Linked DNA regions of Sus scrofa: region 1 is linked to region 2. Evidence: chromatin contacts called from public promoter capture Hi-C data. All regions are on one chromosome and are shown on one strand. The core of a region is the stretch at or near the end of the contact, and the rest is flanking DNA. Distances in the headings are between cores, read along the strand shown. Region 1 holds the start of RINL (ras and Rab interactor-like protein). Region 2 holds the start of ECH1 (enoyl-CoA hydratase 1).

Region 1 (2,700 bases), core at 145-2,644, 43 kb after region 2:
CTCACGGCAACGCCGGATCGTTAACCCACTGAGCAAGGGCAGGGATCGAACCTGCAACCTCATGGTTCCTAGTCGGATTCGTTAACCACTGCGCCACGATGGGAACTCCTCCCAACATTTTATGAAAAATTTCAAACATTCAGAAAAATGGAATTTTTTTTCAGGGAACATCCATATACCCACTACCTAGATTCAACTATTAACATTTTATTCTTTTTGCTTTACCACACACCTGGCCCTCTATCCATCTATCCATCAGACCCCAACTCTTAACCAGGTAGAGTCCTACAGCGGGTTATCAGTTAAGGTAGCCATTAAAAAAACTATCCCTGCAGCAGTCTCAGGAGTAGGGGGTCTAAGTCCACCCATTTGTCCATCTGTCTGTTCATCCTTACATACATCCATCCACCCATTCACCCACCCATCCATTCATCCACTCACCCACCCACCCATCCATCCATCCACCCACCCATCCATCCATCCATCCATCCATCCATCCATCCCTCCACCCACCCACCCATCCACCCGTTCATCCATCCATCCATCCATCCATCCCTCCATCCACCCACCCATCCATCCACCCATCCACCCATCCACCCATCCATCCACCCATCCATCCATCCATCCACTCATCCACACATCCATCCATCCATCCATCCCTCCATCCACCCACCCATCCATCCACCCACCTATCCCTCCACCCATCCCTCCACCCACCCATCCACCCACCCACCCACTCATCCATCCACCAACCCATCCACCCATCTACCCATCCATACATCCATCCATTCACCCACCCATTCGTCCATCCACCCAACAAGTATTTACTGAGTACAGGCCCAGAATTCGGTGCCTGGGGAAAGGATGACAGCAGACTAGGCCCCTGCTCCCAGGGCTTGTGCTCTTCTTGGGGTGGGCACAGGGGATGGATAACAAACAGTTAAACAAATCCCTCTGCCCCCTGACCAGAAACCTAGGGTGTTGGGAAGTGGGAGACAGAGAGCAGGTGCCCTGCCCAGGGGAGAGCAGGCAGGAGAGGTCGGGGGAGGGAGGCAGATGCTGGCCTGGGTCCCGTAGAGGTGGAGGGGACGGATGGTGCTGGGCAGGGCCAGAGGGGGCAGCTGCCTGATACCAAAGGGAGGCAGCGAGGGGTGATGATGCCAGCTGCTTGGTCCCTGGGGGCCCCTACCTGTTCTCGGAGGGGAGGCCTGGAGGAGCAGGAAGTGAAAGTGTTCTCACAGAGAGAGGAAGCAGAGCAGGCAGGGGGAAGAGGCGGGGCTGGGGGTACCTCCCTCTTTCCGGGGGCTCAGGCCTCAGATGACTGGGCTTTGGAGGAAGGACCCTAGGCAGTCTGGGGTCCAGGGGTAAGAGCCGTGAGGCTCCTGTGGCCACAAGAGTCCCCTCTCGACAGCCTTCACGCTGTTTCTCGTAAGAGCCTGTGGATGCTACGGTTTTCTTAGGGCCCGAGATCTAACCCCTTCCTCTGGCAGCTTCCCCGTGGCCCACAGAAAAGAACAGCGAGGCCGGACAGCCGATTATTAGTTGTTCTTTGTTTTTAATTCATCTCTAATAAGTGACACCATCTGCCCTCCTTGGCATGGGAAGTGGGTCCCGAGTGAGGGGGTCCAGCACCCACTTGGGGAGCTGGAGGAAGAGACTTGGGAGACCTTGAGGCTCAGATCCCCCCACCCACGGGTAGGTTAGGTTTCAGCTACTTGGCCACAGGCTCCTGGGGACAGTAGAGGGCGTGGGGGCCCTGGGGACCCTTGGCCTGGGACAGTTAGAGGTTTGGAGGTACACCCGGCCCCCTGAGCAGTTAGAGATTAGGGAGGCTGATCCTCAGTCCCGGGGGTGGTTAGAGGCTGTGGGCTGTTAGAGGCGGGCTGCCCAAGCCTCGGCCCCAAAGAATGTTAGAGATTTGCTGGGGTCGGGGCTGCCGGGACCCCAGGTTTAGGAGGGAGTAGTTAAAAGATTGCGGAAACGTTCTGAGCTCCCCAGAAAAGAGCTGTAAGTTAGAGGAGGCCAGGGCTGGTTGGGACTCAGCTGTCCCAAAGCTGGGCGTCCTGCCTGGGAGACGCAGCTGTCACTGGGGTTTCTCTCCCTCCGAGGTCCTGGCCTCTGCCTTGGCAGGAGGCGGAGACTTCCTGGGGGAAGCTGAAGTGGTGGGATTGGGGGTGCCCGATCCCGACTGGGCATCTATGCTGGCATGCTCTTTCCGGACAAGGTCCTCCAGCTCCTTCTGCAGAGGGCAAAGTTCACAGAAGTCAGAGGTCACCATGCCTCATAGGGTCAGAGGACCTGTGGGGCAGGGGTCCAGGGACTGGGCTCAGGGTGGGCTGGGATGGCCCAGGCCCCTCACCTTCCATCCGAGGAGATCAGCGAGGGCCAAGCAGCCCTGGTCGCAGTCACCCAGCCAGGCCACGTCCCTGCGGGCGGGTGAGAGTCAGAGCTCCCAGGCTCGTTCCAGGACCCCACTGGCGGGCAGCTGGCGGCTCTGCCTTGTTGAGTGTGTGCCTTCCTGGCCTCCTCCCACCTTGGCCCTGTCCCTGCAGGCTCCGCCTCTCACCTGTACGCCTTTTTTGAATCGAAGTCCATGCCTCCTCCGAGGCCCATCATCATCCCGAGGAACGGGTCAGTCTGTGGGGGAGGTGTGGAGTGGGGGGGGAGCTCAGAGCACAGACCCTGGAGCCAGGTGGCCTG
Region 2 (2,700 bases), core at 124-2,623:
ATAATAATAATAATAAATAAATAAACTATACTTCAAAAAAAAAAAGAATGAAAACCCAGATTTAAGAGCCCATGAACCTGTCAATTTCTGTATTTGAAAATGTTGAAAGTTGAAGTTAGAAGCTGCTTGAAACCCTAATTAAGAAGCCTTGATCTCTCTCCAGGAGCAGGGGAGGGTGGCAGGGGTGGGTATGGAGAGCACGTGGTACCTGAAGTGAACATTTTTCCTGCACCAGAGATCACCACCGCACGACAGTCAGGGTCCTGTGCGATCTTGTTGAAGCACACCACCATCTCTCTGCGGAAAGGGAAGGAGGCAAGGGCTGTCTGGGGGGGCGGGGGGAGTTCCCTGCTCTCAGGTCCTCCCCTGCCCAGTCCCTTAGCCCCTGCCTCCTCCTGCAGACAGGCCTCTCAGGACCTGCAGACCAGACCTCCAGAAGGCTCTGTTCATGGCATTTCTCTTCTCTGGCCGGTTTAGCTGCACATGAAGCACATGTTTCTGGACAGCTGTCACCTGAAGGGACTCATAGTTGTGACCTGGAGCTTCGCTGGGAGCAGCTTTGGAAGCCTCCTCTTGTGTAAAGGAGCTCATGGGGTGAAGACTAAGGCTGAGGTTGGTGGGGGCTGTCAATCCTGGAGAGACAAAGGAAGAGCATTTTTTTTTTTTTTTTTTTTTTTTTTGTCTTTTTGCCATTTCTAGGGCGGCTCCCGCGGCATATGGAGGTTCCTAGGCTAGGGGTGGAATCAAAGCGGTAGCCACCGGCCTACACCAGAGCCACAGCAACGCGGCGGGATCTGAGCCGCGTCTGCGACCTACACCACAGCTCACAGCAATGCTGGATCGTTAACCCACTGAGCAAGGGCAGGGATCGAACCCGCAACCTCATGGTTCCTAGTCAGATTTGTTAACCACTGAGCCAGGACGGGAACTCCCAGGAAGAGCATTTTATGACCCCAAATTGGGAGAAGAGCACCTTCAAAAGCAGAGGGCACACATCCATCTCAGTGACATTAGATTGGGGAACGCAGGCCTGTTAAGAGGCCTTGGTTCAGGAAGACACAGGCTTTTAAGATTAGGGTGCACTCACCAGTGGCCTCGGTCTGAGGGCCACTTCAAACCCGCGAAGGTGGTACTGACACTAGATTGGAGACACTGAGCTGACAGCTACCCCACGGTAGGACACGGGCCCTTTGCATAGGAGCACATGGACCCCTGAGTTTAATAAGGCGTGAGGACCTTGCTTGACCCCAGACAGGCCTCTCCGTTCTACAGTCGCCATGACAGGACGACAGCTCAATAGACCCCCAGAAGTCAAGAGATGACTCACGCCGAGTCAGCAAGCTGCGCACTCTGTGAAAAAACGCCATTGCCACTGCCGTCATTGCGACTGAAACGCCGGAATAGCCCGACGAGAGGAAGTTAAGGGGGCGGGCACAAGGGCCGCCATGTTGAGCGAGGGCATCGAAGCCGCATCCAAACAGCGGTGACACCCCTATTCCCGCCATCTTTACTAAGGGCAACCGGAAATCGCCTTCTAAATTTGCCGGCCTTTGGCTCGCCCTGGGAACCTTTGGCACAATAGGAATCTGGCCTGAGGCGATAATTCACTGTCCCCGAACATTCTGTGCAGGGGCCACCACAGCTCTTTCGTAATGGTGAACGAATTGGAGAGAGATGAGTGTCCAAGTCCGTAATGGCAGAATAATCGGAGCCCTGCCAGTTTGTAACCATGCACTTGTACCATATTAACTAAAAAGAAAAATTTCCTACTGAGATTATCCAGTAAAAGTATAGACCAACATTAAGTGCTGACTATATAATTCGAATTCCCACACCACTGGGCGGGCCGGGGGCGGGGGTGGGGTGGGTAGGGGTTGTACTATTTTACCTTGAACACAGCGGAAACCTGGATCTGGAGACGACACTAGATTAAGGTCCCTGGGATTCAAGAGGGCTGAAGAGGCTATTTATGTGGCTCGTAAGTACATGTTCTTTTTTTTTTTTTTTTTTAATGTAAGTTCCTGAGCCAGGGGTCGAGCCACAGCCACTGTAGAAGCAACACTAAGTAGTTATCCTGCAAGCCACATGGGAAGTCCATTAAGTACGTGTTCTTAATAAATATAAGGGTTTTTTGGGGGGGTACTGCTTTTAGGGCCACACCTGCAGCATGTGGAGGTTCCCAGGCTAGGGGTTGAATTGGAGCTACAGCTGCTGGCCTACACTACAGCCACAGCAATGCTGGATCCAAGCCACTTTTTTTTTTTTTCTTTTTGCCTTTTGAGGACCACTCCCACAGCATGTGGAGGTTCCCAGGCTAGGGGCCTAGTCTGAGCTGTAGCCACCGGCCTACACCAGAGCCACAGCAACGCGGGATCCAAGCCACGTCTGCAACCTATACCACAGCTCAAGGCGACACTGGACCCTTAACCCACTGAGCAAGGCCAGGGATGGAACCCGCAACCTCATGGTTCCTAGTCAGATTCGATAACCACTGAGCCACAACGGGAACCCCCCAAGCCACTTCTGCGACCTATACCACAGCTCATGGCAATGCAGGATCCTTAATCCACTGAGTGAGGCCAGGGACCGAACTCGCAACCTCATAGTTCCTAGCCAGACTTGTTTCCACTGCGTCAAGCCTGGAACTCCTAAATATAAGGTCTTTTAAAATCACTTTGGGGAGTTTCCGTTGTGGTGCAG

Evidence for each region. Promoter capture Hi-C pulls out the DNA fragments that hold promoters and counts their contacts.
Region 1: a contact with region 2 is called in a promoter capture Hi-C map of skeletal muscle, with 4 times the contacts expected there. The contact joins the promoter of RINL here to the promoter of ECH1 in region 2. A contact is called at or near these places in 1 of 5 promoter capture datasets (skeletal muscle), 6 of 47 Hi-C or Micro-C datasets (blood, liver, omental adipose tissue and 1 more) and 2 of 2 datasets of contacts at active chromatin or transcription factors (alveolar macrophages and skeletal muscle).

What each region holds. Positions count from the first base shown.
Region 1 is chr6:47,680,889-47,683,588 of Sscrofa11.1, forward strand. It overlaps RINL (ras and Rab interactor-like protein), which reads right to left and starts at 1,395. Exons shown (of 13, transcript XM_021094350.1): 1 at 1,190-1,395. SIRT2 (sirtuin 2) reads right to left here. Exons shown (of 17, transcript NM_001114271.1): 15 at 2,567-2,637; 16 at 2,360-2,426; 17 at 1,539-2,239. The coding sequence ends at 2,084.
Region 2 is chr6:47,637,588-47,640,287 of Sscrofa11.1, forward strand. ECH1 (enoyl-CoA hydratase 1) reads right to left here and starts at 1,374. Exons shown (of 10, transcript NM_001044607.2): 1 at 1,328-1,374; 2 at 431-632; 3 at 209-297. The coding sequence starts at 1,367.